2 separate regions of the Capra hircus genome follow, and region 1 is linked to region 2. Evidence: chromatin contacts called from public Hi-C data. All regions are on one chromosome and are shown on one strand. The core of a region is the stretch at or near the end of the contact, and the rest is flanking DNA. Distances in the headings are between cores, read along the strand shown. Region 1 overlaps LOC102172654 (zinc finger protein 805). Region 2 overlaps LOC108638122 (zinc finger protein 264-like).

What was found. A called contact is a pair of places that touch in the nucleus more often than the background predicts.
Region 1: a contact with region 2 is called in a Hi-C map of blood, with 15 times the contacts expected there. The contact joins two enhancer-like sites. A contact is called at or near these places in 4 of 5 Hi-C or Micro-C datasets (blood and liver).

What each region holds. Positions count from the first base shown.
Region 1 is chr18:65,935,598-65,941,846 of ARS1.2, forward strand. LOC102172654 (zinc finger protein 805) reads left to right here. Exons shown (of 5, transcript XM_018063504.1): 2 at 2,740-2,866. Among named protein-coding and RNA genes, the nearest start is that of AURKC, 9.3 kb to the left of the region's middle. Within about 2 kb of position 4,159, at least 1 of the 5 cell types and tissues checked has an H3K27ac peak or open chromatin away from gene starts, as enhancers often do.
Region 2 is chr18:65,887,137-65,894,099 of ARS1.2, forward strand. LOC108638122 (zinc finger protein 264-like) reads left to right here. Exons shown (of 5, transcript XM_018063426.1): 3 at 2,774-2,869. Among named protein-coding and RNA genes, the nearest start is that of DUXA, 21 kb to the left of the region's middle. Within about 2 kb of position 3,580, at least 1 of the 5 cell types and tissues checked has an H3K27ac peak or open chromatin away from gene starts, as enhancers often do.

The sequences.
Region 1 (6,249 bases), core at 2,909-5,408, 49 kb after region 2:
TGTTTCTGGCGTTGCTGATTCGGAGAGAGCTCCTGAGCTGGGTGGAATTCAGGAGAGGCATTGAGTTTCTCTGCAGCTGTGTTTGTGTGAGACCAGTGGAGCTGGCTCGTCACTCACTTTATCTCTAGTCCTAGAACGCGCAAGCCTGAATATACAAATGGGAAACAGATGGCGTATAAAATTGAAGCTTTGGCAAATAACCTGCCTAGGAACCCAGCCCGTCATCTACAGTCAATAACCCGGGAGTCCTGCCCGGTCTAAGTCAGACTTGCCTGAAGTCAAATTCCTATCTCTAGAGAGAGCTTCCAGGAGGAGAAGCAGTGAGAATTGTATCCCCGGCCGCAAATGGCCAGGACTTGATTAATAATTAACCCTTTCCCTAATTCTTTTCCCCACTTCTAACTTAGACCAACCAGAGAAAGCCCATCCATAGGTGCACGCTTAAACAGTCATGGAGGGTGCTGTTGGATTATATGCCAGAGAGTTTCGAGTTATTTTTTTATTTAGGTACACCAGCATGTGGGATCACAGTTCCCTAGCCAGGGATGGAACTTGCATTGGGAGCACTGAGTCTTAGCCACTGGACCACCAGGGAAGTCCCCTGTCCCCTTCCTTAGAGAGTTTTAATTAATTAAACATATCATCTGATAGTCATTGTTGAGGCCCTGGTTAATTTTGTTTCTCTTTACCTACCTGCCCCAAATGTCCCTAGTGATAACAGTTTATCTAACACCAGAAATGAGTAATATTGCAGGATTCCTCTGTATGAACAGTTTATTAGGAATTTCCACATCTTTAATTGAAGTATTAACTCAAGAAAACTAATGGGATTCCCTGGTGGTCCAGGGGTTAGGACTCTGCGCTCTCATTGCCAAGGGCCTGGGTTTGATCCCTGGTTGGGGAGCTAGGGTCCCACAAGCTGAGCAGTGCGGCAAACAAAACACGACACTTGATACACAAAGATGTGAGCACTGAATGTGTAAGGTGAAAAAACCGTGAGCCAATGTCTTGGAGCATTTAAATGGTGGGTCTGCAGTAGTAGGGCTCTTCATCTGAGAGTGGGGTGGCTGAATTGTTTATGTTTCCTTAGTGGTTCTGATCATACAGGGATGTGGTCCTGCATCTGCTGCCCGTTTCAGGGGAAGGTACAGAATGTGTCCAGTATATGGTGGTGGGAGTAAGATTAACAAGGCAGACTCTGTGGAGTGTTTTTAGTTAGGAGTCACTGGTGGAAATGATGACTTGAGAGCTAGGGGCTTAGTTGCTTTTTTTTTTTTTAATGTTTGTTTGTTTGGCTATGCAGGTTCTTAGCTGCGGCACGTGAACTCTTAGTTGTGGCATGTGGGGTCTAGTTCCTTGACCAGGGGTTGATCCTGGGACCTGTGCACTGGGAGTGTGGAGTATTAGCCACTGGACAGCTAGGGAAGTCCTTTTAGTTGCTTTTAGACATGACATAACGCTCTCAGCATGGGGCAGGCAACTAGCAGGACCAGTGAAGCTCAGGTTGTTGTTGTTCAGTTGCTCAGCCCTGTCTCACACTTCGTGACCCCATGGGACTGTAGCCTGCCGGGCTCCTCTGTCCATGGGATTTCCCACCAAAGATACTGGAGTGGGTTGCCTTTTCTTTCTCCAGGGATCTTCCTGACCCAGGGATTGAACCCGAGTCTCCTGTATTGGCAGGTGGGCTCTTTAACACTGAGCCACCTGGGTAGCCCCTACTGCTGTTCTTAACATTATTTGTATTATTATTATCACTATATACGCATTCCTCTGACATTGTAGCATCCTTTCTGTCTGCATCTCTCAGTCCTAGTGTTGTTTTCATTGACTTTTGTCATTTTCCAAGGGCTCCTGCCTAGGAGGCTTCTCTTTTACACTGTGATCATACTTTTCTTTATTGTGCTTTGTAGATTCTGTGGTTTTTTGTTTGTTTTTATTGCAGATTGAAGGTTTGTGGCAACCTTGCATCCAGCAAGTTTTTCATCATTTGCTTTCCTGGTGTCTTTGTGTCACATTTTGCTAGTTCTTAGAGTAGTTGAGATGTTCCACCCGCAACAAGGTTACAGCTCAAGATGATGGTTAGCCTTTTTTAGCAATAAAGTACTTTTTAATTTAGGTATCCAAAGTATTGTCTTAGACATAGTGCTATTGCACCCTTAGTAGACCGCAGTCCGGTGTAAGCATTGGAAAACTTTTATTTATTTTTGGCTGCACTGGGTCTTTGTTGCTGTACAGGCTTTCTCTCGTTGCAGCGAGCAGGGTGGCTACTCTTTGTTGTTGTGCGTGGACTTACTGTGATGGCTTCTCTTGTTGTGGAGCAGGGCCTCTAGGGCTCACGGGCTTCCGTAGTTGTGGCACACGGGTCTACTTGCCCCAAAGCATGCGACATCTTCGTGGACCAGGGATTAAACCCGTGTCCCCTGCATTGGTAGGTGGATTCTTAAGCACTGGACACCAGGGAAGTCCTAAACGTAACTTTTATTTGCAGTGGGAGGCCAAAAACATCATGTGACTTGATTTTTTGGAGTGCTGGGGAACCACACTCCCAGTATCTCTGAAGTAGGGCTGTATTGTGTTATGTCCACAGCATTGTCCACCTCCCCTCCAGCCTAGTGCAGAGGAGGTGCCCGGTGATGAGGGTCTCGACCTTGCTGCTCCTTTACCAGCGATGCAGAGACAAGCTCTGATCCCACCCAGTCGTCCCAAAGCTGATGCTAGTATCTGTATTTGACATTCCAGCTGTCTGTGACCTTCGATGACGTGGCTGTGACCTTCACCCAGGAGGAGTGGGGGCATCTGGAGCCGGCCCAGAGGACCCTGTACCGGGAGGTGATGCTGGAGAACCGCGGCCTCCTGGTGTCTCTGGGTAAGGCCCCTGCTCTGCTGTGCGGGCCCTGGCCACCTCCTTCATCCCAGACCCTGGCTCCATCTTGACTTGTCAGGAAGGACTCAGGAATGCCCCCTCCCTCCTGCTTCCTCACAGCTTCACTCATGTTTGAGATTCACCTCCTCTTGCCTCCTGTCTCTGTGTCTCTCTTTGAATAAAGTTCCCCTTTGGCTCTTAGAAAGTGGTGGAAGGAAATGAATGTTCAGCAGAACCCAAAGGCAGCATTTCCAGTCGGGCCACATGGGACTGAAATTGGAGAACCAGGATTCCACCCTGGCTTCTGGGTCTCCCGGCCTGGCTGCTTTCTCTGGCTTTGCTCACGTCTCTGTTTTTCAGAATGGTTTTTGGACCCCAGCAAGTTTGACAGGAGTGACCACCCCAATCCCTGCTCTCCAGGGCTCCCAGATGCCTTGTTTCTACCGCTTTGTATGTTTATATTGTTGCTCTTTCTCTGCCGCGGGGCTCTGGGTGGGGGTGGGGGTGTCCATGAGGCGGAAGTGACCACCTGAGCCTCTCAGCCCAGGGCCCAGCACAGACCGGCCACATTCCAGAGAGGGAGCGGACCGAATGAGACTGGTTCCGAAGCGTCCCCTACAGCCGGGTGCACAGGATGTGGGTGACAGGCTGTTCTCCAGGAAGAGGGTGCGCAGCCGGGGCCCCAGGAGGCCTTTGCCTTCAGTGCCAGCAGATCCTGTCTGACCGCAGGGTCTCGGTCAGGGGGCTTCTCTGTCCTCCTGCGCATTCACGGGTGTCTCATGTGCACCCAGTCTCGGCCGGGATCGTCTGCTGGTCCGAGAAGGAGAAGCTGGGAGAGGAACGTGTCTCGGCATGTGGCAGTTTTGTGCCCAGGAGACATCGGGCAGCGTCTGCAGCCGCATCTGCCCGTCACCTGTGGGGGTGGGTGGTCCTGGGGTCTGATGATGAGTCCAGAGATGCCCCTCAGCACCAGGGGGTGGACATGACAGCCCCGCTCAGCTGAGGATGACCTAGTCCTCACGGGCCGGAGAGCCACGGTGGAGAAACAGCAGCTCGGGGACGGCCCCGTCAGGCCGCTCAGTTTGAGGGAAGGGAGGGCTGTAAAGCCAGGGCTTCGGTGAGACAGGCCGGTTCTTGGAGACCTGGGATTGTGTTCTGCGTCAGTGAGAGGAGGTTGAACCAAATCAGGAAAAGCTTGACATATTTAGATATTTTATAACAAAATGAAACAAAAATGTCCACCATGGACCCCGGATCCCTCCACCCGGCTCCCCAGGCTCTCCCCGTGCGCGCGGCTCCGGGCCCACTGGCGTCTTGCTGTTTCCGCACACACTTGACATGTTTGCCTCAGGCCTCTGAGCTGCTGTTCTGCTTTCCTGGTGGGTGCTCTTGGGCATTTCGGCTTCTCACGTGGCCATCTCCTCTCTGCACATGGCCACCTTGCTTCCTCACCAACTGTTTCCTGACTGTAAACTCTCCTAGCAGCCCCTCCCCATCACTCTAGCTCTCCCCGCCACCTGATTTATATCCTCTAAGCCAGCAGTTCTCCTTCCCCAGGGGCACTTGGCCCCGTCTGGAGACATAGGTTGTCACCACTGGGATGGAGTTGCTACAGGCACCTACTGAGTGAAGACCCGGAGCGCCTCCACACATCCTTACACTATGCAGAGGAGACACATTCTCTCCCCTTCTCAGCAAAGAACTTTCTGGATCTGAATGTCTGTTGTCCAGAGGCTGAGAAGCCCCGTTTCTGAAGGCTCATGGACATTTCATCAGGGGCACTGGGAACGGCCCTGAGGAAGGCCTTTGTTTATTCTTTTTCCTGCCTCCTGATTTTTTAGGGAAAATCTGGTTCAGTACTTAACTCTTCTTCCCCCCAACTGTTGCTAATTTCCCCTCTTCAACAGGGGGGGCATCCCTGAGCAGCGGTGCAAGCTTGCTGGCCCTTAACCCTCACTGTTGGGTCCCTTGGCTGCATTTTCAGGTTGAATTATCATCAACTTGTCAGCCTCTGGGTTTCTGTATCCCATTCACCAGAGCTGTACAGGAATCCCTTTTTGAAGGGATATGAGAAACAGAAAAAGTGCGTCACTTGTAGCACCGGAGTTACTGTGAATACTAGTCAGAGCTCACCCTGGCCGCTGACTGACCGCACAGCAGGCCTATTCCGGGCACTGTTCTGCTCCTCCCGTGTGACCCTCGGGCTTGCCTGGCCCTCAGCAGAGTCGGGAATTTGGCTTCGGTGGTGAGCCTCGTACAGTGGAACCTTAACAGTAAGGAACATATACCTTCACTTTATGAAGCTGTCCTCTGTGGGGTTCCTTTGATGTAAAAATCCTTTTTTTAGTGAAATATTGATGGCAGTAGATGTGACCATGTCACTGTGCAGGAGTCTCAGTTTTATTATTTTCTCACAGTTCATGAAATGCTGAAGTCTCTTGAGTCTGCCCCTCTCCTGCCCTGCTCCCAGTGGTTGCACTTCGGTGCTCACATCCCTCCCTCACAGCTGCCCCACACTTGGTCTCAGAATGCTGGCCCCACTCAGGGGTGTCTGCTGTTTCCTCCTCAGTGTGGTGTTGGGGAGACCAGGGTCAGAGCCAGACTCTGGTGCTCAGTCCCCGCTTTGCACCTTAAAAACTGTGTGGTCCTGGGCAATTACAGAACCCGTCTGGGCCTCGGGGCTCTCCGTGGTAAACTGGAGTAAGGTGGAGTTTAATTCCCAGGTCTGCAACAGGGGTAAGTGGGTCGCTTTCTGGAAAGGGTCAGAGCAGTGCCTTGAGTGAGCAGGTTCGTGCAGGGTAGCATCGCGGACCTCACCACCACCGCTCCTGTCGCTACTCATCAGGACTGTCATCGTCTCAGGCCTGGACTCGGCACCTTCGGGAGCAGGCTTGTGTAGCTTTGTGGTGGAACAGCACGCAGAGCCGAGGTGGTTAGGCCTGGGCTCTGTGTCGGCCCAGCTGTTCACCAGTTGTGGGCTCTTGGGCAGATCACATTATCTGCCTGATTGTTGCTTTCTGTATGATTTTTATCTATAAAATGGTGCTACTCACAGACTCAGAAAGCAAACTTATGGTTACGAAAGAGGAAAGCAGGTGTGGTGAGGGATAAATTAAGAGTTTAGGATCAACAGATACACACCTCTGTATATAATAATAGATAAACAAGGTTCTAATATAGCATAGGGAACTATATTTAATATCTTATAATAACTTATGATGGAAAAGAATCTGAAAAGCAATGTGGGTATTTGTGTATGTGAATCACTTTTCTTGTATAGCTGAAACAAACATGACATTGTAAATGAACTTTAATTTTTAAAAAAATAGTGGTTCAGTGATTAAGTCTCTGCCCTCCCAATTCAAAGGGTGATGGTTTGATCGCTA
Region 2 (6,963 bases), core at 2,330-4,829:
ATAGAGGTTTATTTGGGGATTTATTTGTCAGACTAGCATTTGAAAAGGAGTTGTTGAAGGAAATTATTGTTCTCTAGTTAAACCAGCTATTTGAGGCCGTGATGCTCAATTGAATGCCTCTCTGCAGAGCCCAGCATTGTGTAGTTTGTGAAGTGAAATGTGTATCTTGGTCACTGTCAGTAAGGTCTGTCGCTCCAGAGGGACTTAGGAGCGTCCTTGCAAGGCTTGGTGGTCACCTTTATAAATGTAGGGACGTGTGACTTTGACTTATTTTTGTGATACCTGTGAGACAAGAGGTTCTTTACCCTGAAGGAGGCAGTTTTGAAGTGATGGCCCAACAGTTGATAATGCAGCTGAGGCCGCTGGCTGATCAGGGCCTCTGGTACTGAGATGAGTCCCTGAGTAGGCCACACAGTGTTTCTTAGGTCCCATTTTTCACTGGGACGTTTCTAGCTACAGGGTAGAAAGCAGCAGCATTCTACTGAGCTACACCGTGTGTGAGGGACAGCAGACTGGGGGACTCCCCCAGCGGTTCACTCACTCAGTCCCAAGGAGCTCCCTGGGTAGCCGAGGCCCATCGGGAGGGCTGACCCCTCCAGCGCCACGGCATCTGGCAAGGCGCTGAGGACGGGAGAAGCCACCGCTGCCTCCGAGGAGAATGTGTCGGAAGGCCTAGGGCCCGTGCCACCCTGTCCTGAGCCCTCGGACAGTCCTGGCTGTGCTGAGCTTGGGCTGTGCTGTTCTCATGACCCAGAACGTGAAGGGCAGCTGGGTGTGGAGGTCAGAGGTCCAGGTCTGAGAGAGCCTTTGTTGTCAGGAGAGTCTTGTGTGTGGCTCGTGGTGGTCTGGACAGCATGTCGCAGCAGGCTGAGGGCATAGTCTGGGCATCTCATGGCCCCGTCTGTGGTTCAGAAACTCCAGGAGGTGTGCGAAGAGGTCGTCAGAGCCCTTTAGTGAAGGAGTCTCTGAGGGCGCTAGTGGGACTGCCTTTCCAGCAGTATTGTGAGCAGGTTTTAAGAGCCTTTGTTGGAGGGAGGCCCGTTTAAGGTGGGCTGATTATTAAGAATCAGCATCAGGGAGATGAAGTAAAAGGCCACCAAAGCCATACTAAATGGGAGTGTCGTCTAAAACTCATCCCAGAGGCTTAACTGATGCTGGGCCTACTGTCTGTCCTGTGTCAGATAGCACCTCCTTAGAGGGCTGTGGTCGATGTAACGTCGCCTGCGCTCCTGCAGAGAACGGGTGCCACTGGGGTCTCAGCTACCGAGGGTGTGGGTGTTGGCAGCCTGGGAGAGGAGTTCTGTTTCCCTTCAGAGTGAAGGCAGACCAAAGCTGTGAGGCTGTCAAAACAGACACCAAACAGAGCACCTTAGCCTAGTCTGTCAGGGCAAGCAATTTCTGGCTTTTAATAATGCTGGGTTTGGGGTGTGTGGGTCTTGTTTGTCAGCTCAGTGGTTAAACAGCTTTCTTTTCACAGTTTCTGGAGGCTGGATGGCCCAGTTCAGTTCCTGATAAGGGTCTCTTGCTGACCACCTGCTTGGGAGTCCTTACCTGACCTTTGCTCTGGCTCGGAGGGACTTCCTCTTCCTCTTCAAAGGGTACCAGGCCTACCAGATCAGGGCCCTACCCCATGACCTCGTTTCTCCTTCATTGCCTCGTTAAAGGCCCTAAGTCCAAATCGGACCACACTGGGGCCTGGGGGTAACACGTTCAGCTTAGGGGAACACAGTTCAGTCCATGACAGGAGCCGTAAAGCTGGGTGGAACCACAGAATGAAGGTGCAGTAACTCACAGTGAGGGCCTGGGTCTTTTCAGGTTTAAGAACAGGCACCGTGGGGCTGTCAGACGGGGCGGCAGTGGGGATCATCACCCCTGATGAAATAGGTCTCACATATAAGGCTTGCTCCCTGAAATTTCCTATTCAGCTTACATTGGGCTGGATCAAGTCAATTAATTTAGAAGTGCCGGAAGTTCATTTTAATTATGTATTATGTCAGAGCATCAATGCCCAGTGTGGGGTACTTTTAGAACAGTGGAGACTTGGCCTATAGGAAGTTCAGGCAAAGCTGTAGAGTTGAAGTGAGACATGCCTGGTTTTCCTCTTGAGTTACTTTTTAAGATGGCAGAGTACAGTGTTTCAGTTTAGGGGTATTCCCAGGTATAGCTATGATTTGAGCCACAGTATTAAGTTCATGAGGTTTTGTCTGTTGGTGCAGTTTAACAAATTCTGAAGATAATTCAAAAACTTGTGTTGTAGGATCAGACAAACCAGTTTGTGCCTTGTTATGTTTCAGTAATATAAACTTTTAAAATACGTTCAGTTATGTTATTCATATATAATGTGTAAGTTTTAGTAAAAAAATTTTGGATTTCCAGTTGGATCCAACTATTAACTGTGCTCTAATTTACTTATGTATTGTATATTATTTCGGTAAATGTTTTACTCTCTCTTTGTTATCTAGGGCTTTTGGTTTGGTTTTTGTTGTTACTATGTTTGAATCGGTACCAGTCCAGAACCAGTATTGTGTTTGCTAGACCTGGCATTTGCTTGGTATATAAGGTTTAAAGTGTGTGCCATCACTCCCTCCCTTTTTCCCTTTTGGGCTTTTATTCTTTTAAAGCCCTGGTTTTTAGTTTTTGTCTATCTCCTGTCGGGGAGGGGCCTGGGCCTCTAAGCTCAGCCTCTCCCTGGCATGGCATAATAATTAGTCCCTTCCTCTTCCTCTCCACTCCTCTTACCCTCCAAGGTCTTCCTTTTTTTCTCCATGTCCAGGGTGTCCTGTCCCCAGACCTGAGCTGATCTACCAGCTGGAGCATGGGCAGGAGCTATGGACGGTGAAGAGAGACCTCTCCCGAAGCACCTGTCCAGGTAGGAGCCAAGCTGTGGGCAGAGACCCTGCCGGAAGCCGCTGGCCCTGGTTCCCTGGGAGGCGTCTTGTTGGGGCCTCTAGTGGTCTGGAAGCCACGGAGCCCTTTGACCCCAGGTCCCTCTGTCCTCGCCGAGGACAATGGTGTACAAGCTCAGATGTGTCCTGGGCTTCAGGCCTGGGTGCCGACCACCAGCTGGGTGGTCCCAGTGGAATTTGGGATCTCCTTGTGTCTGCACGTAAGTTCGGCTGAGTTACAGCCTGGCTGCTGTGTCAGAGGGATCCGGCATCTCGGTGCTCAAGCACGTGGAGGCGCTGTTTCTGACTCACACCTGGTCCCTGTGGGTCACGGGGAGCCCTGCGGGTCACGGGGAGCTCTGTGGGTCACGGGGAGCCCTGTGGGTCACGGGGAGCCCTGCGGGTCACGGGGAGCCCTGCGGGTCACGGGGAGCCCTGCGGATTACGGGGAGCTCTGCAGCACATGGGGAGCTCTGCAGCACACGGCCGCTTGGGGCCCTGGGCTCGTTCTGTCGTCAGTATGGGACTTCAGGTTGTCCTGACCCCCTGCAGCCAGCAGAGAAGTGGGGGAATGACGCTGCTCTGACTCCCATAAACACCAGCCCTCTGATGGCTCCACCGGAAGGCACCGGGCTCTTGGCCACACTGGGGGGGTGGGCAGGGAGCTGTGACTGAGCCCTCTGTCCCAGGCGAGGAGCAGGAGGTTGGTGAGCAGGGTCTGCTCCTGAAAGTGCCAGTCGCGATAGTCGCTCTGTCCTGGGGTTGCTGGGGGTGTGCAGTTTTAGAACATAAAAGTGACTCCCGACAGTGACTGCCTCCCCAGTGCAGGTGTCTCGGCGCATGACCCTGGGGTGTCAGCAAGTCTCCACAGTAAACTCCTGCTTGGTCCTCAGCCCTTCTGCACTCAGGTTCCCAGGCTGTAGTTTTCCTTTCACCTGGCGGAAGAGATCTTGGCACACTTCGTGGCCAGTTCTTGAACCAGAGTCTAGGTTACACCTTTTAGGGAAAGTATTTCTTATTTACTGCTTGTTTAGTAACCTTAAAAGTGAAAGTGAAGTCGCTCGGTCGTGTCCGACTCTTGGCGACCCCATGGACTGTAGCCCGCCAGGCTCCTCTGTCCATGGGATTTTCCAGGCAAGAATACTGGAGTGGGTGGCCATTTCCTTCTCCAGGGGATCTTCCTGACCCAGGGATCGAACCCAGGTCTCCCGCATTGCAGGCAGATGCTTTACCTTCTGAGCCACCAGGGAAGCCCCTTAGTAACTTTATCCTTTGTCTACTCAACATAAAAATGTGCCCACGTTTCTTCCACTTGAAGCAAGTAAAAAAAAAAATATTCTCTGTTTCATATTCATCCACTCTGTAGGGCATTTCATTGTTTACATTTCGTCACTCACAGACAGTGCTACCAAGAACATTTGTATGTATTGGCCATCTTGCACACGATTAGGCCTGTCTTTTGTTATTTCTAGGAGTAAAATTGTTGGCTTGTAGCCTGTGCAAACTTTCAAGTTTAGGTGACAATTGCAGTGGTTTTCTAAAAGAGATCTGCCTATCCAGAATTCTCTAGATTCCACTGACTATGTCCTATTCTGTCCTTCATGCTCTCAGGCACATTTATTTTTGCTTAATTGACAAAATTGTGTCTTAGGTGAGCTTGCCTTGCATTTCCTTAATTGTTCACAAGCTTTAGCTTCTTATCATGTAATTATCAGCCCATTTGTACAGTTGTCCTCTTCATCTGCAGGTTCTGACTGGATTCATCAAGCATGGATTGAAGAGACTGGGGGAAAAGAATAATCCCAGAAAGCTCGAAAAAGCAAAACTTAAGTTTGCCTTGTGCTGGCAATTATTTACATAGCATTTACATTGTATTAGATATTACAAGCACTCTAGAGACGATTTAAAGTACACAGGAGGCTGTGTGTAGGTTATGTGCAAAAACTGCCATTTTAAGTAAAGGACTTGAGCATCTTTGGATTTGGGTGTTGAGCAGGAGTGTCTGATACCAGTTATTCCCCTGTGGATACTGACGAACAACTGTATTTTCTTCTTTGAAATGTCAGTTCATCGAAAATGCCAAGTGTTAACTTTGTTTGACTTTCGTTTTTAGGGATTTTTGTATGTTACTGATACTTTTATCAGTTACAGGTGCTGCTCCATCCCTAATATCAAAAAGATGTTCTCATTATAAGATGTTCTAAGCTTGGCACCTGACATTAACTCTTTCTGGTGTGAGGTAGAATTTGAGGACAGTGTGAGACAGGAATACAGTGTTCTCATTCCCAGTGTCCCCCATTTTTCTAGCTCCATTCACTTGATACTTTTTCCTTTTACTGTGAACTGCTCTCCCTTCTCTGCCACTCCCCAGAGCTCCATGTGTGTGTCCTGGGCTCTGTTCTTTTCCCATTGCCTGTTTGTCTTCTCTCTGTACCAGGACCACAGTGTCTTAAAGTCTCGAATCCTGTTACCTGCTAAGGTATCTCTCGTTTTCTTAATTCTCGTTATTCTTGCATCGTTGATTTTTCATGCAAATCCCATGGTAAAACTACTGAGTTCCACCATAACCCAATTGGTATTTTCTTGGAAATTTTATTGAATATACAAATTAATTGGGATAGAATTGTCAGCTCATATGATTCATTTTTTTTCAGTTTTGTTGAGAAACAATTGATATACATCACTGTATAAGTTTTAAGGCACAGAGCATGCTGGTTTGATTTACATATATTATGAAGTGATTACCAGCTGGTTAAGCTAACATCCGTCTTCTTGTATCAGATCAGTTCAGTCGCTCAGTCAAGTCCGACTTTGCAGTCTCGTGGACTGCAGCACACCAGGCCTCCCTGTCCAGCACCAACTCCCAGAGTTTGCTCAGACATGTCCATCAAGTCGGTGATGCCATCCAACCATCTCATCCTCTGTTGTCCCCTTCTCCTCCTGCCTTCAATCTTTCCCAACATCAGGGTCTTTTCCAGTGAGTCAGTTCTTAATAAGCTGTCTAGGTTGGTCATAGCTTTTCTTCCAAGGAACAAGCATCTTTTAATTGCATGGCTGCACTCACCATCTGCAGTGATTTTGGAACCCAAGAAAATAAAGTCTGTCACTGTTTCCATTATTTCCCCATCTATCTGCTATGCAGTGATGGGACCCGATAACGTGATCTTTGTTTTTTGAATGTTGAGTTTTATGTCAGCTTTTTCAGTCTGTTCTTTGTCTTTCATCAAAAAACTCTTCAGTTCCTGTTTGCTTTCTGCCATAAGGGTGGTGTCATTGCATATCTGAGATTATTAATATCTCTCTCAGCAATCTTGATTCCAGCTTGTACTTCATCCAGCCCGGCATTTCGCATGATGTACTCTGAATATAAGTTTAATTTAATCACGGTGACAATACATTAAAAAATAAAGAAGAAAAGATAAAAGGGAAAAAAATGTTCTCCGTGTGATGAAAACTCTTAACAATACTCTCTTAATGGTGCTTCTTTATATCATACAGCAGTGTCAACTATAGTCGTTGAGTTGTACATGACATCCCTCGGTTACTTAATCTTAAAAGTGGAAGTCTGCACCTTTTGGCTGTCTCTCCCCTACATTAAATTCGTCTTCGGTTTAGCTCCTCTTTAATGTCTTCAAGTAAAGTTGTGACATTTTGTTCATCTAGATCATGTGTATTTTGCTAGTCTTTTCACCAAACTGTTCAGACATAACAGACCCAGTGTGTCTCTTCATCCTGCTTACCATCCTGCCTTATGAGCTATGTCCTGGGAGTTTTCACAGTAACCCAAGTCAGCTCCCCTGGACTCTCGTCAGCACCATCCGCGTGACCTGTGGGGCTTTTGTACGTTGTCTCCTGAGGCTGTAGCATCCTTCCCACTGTCTCTCTGTGGCAATGCCTGTTGTACCTGGAGTTGGTGCAGGACTCCTGTGGTGTACAACTCCCCTGGCCTCTTCCTTCACACAGTTAGCCAAACCCCAGATTAGGAACATAGAACTCCAGGGCCGCCGTGTCTGCCTTGGTCTTCTAAACCAACTGGAAGTCAAGAGACTTCCCAGTCCACCCTCAGGTTCATTGATTT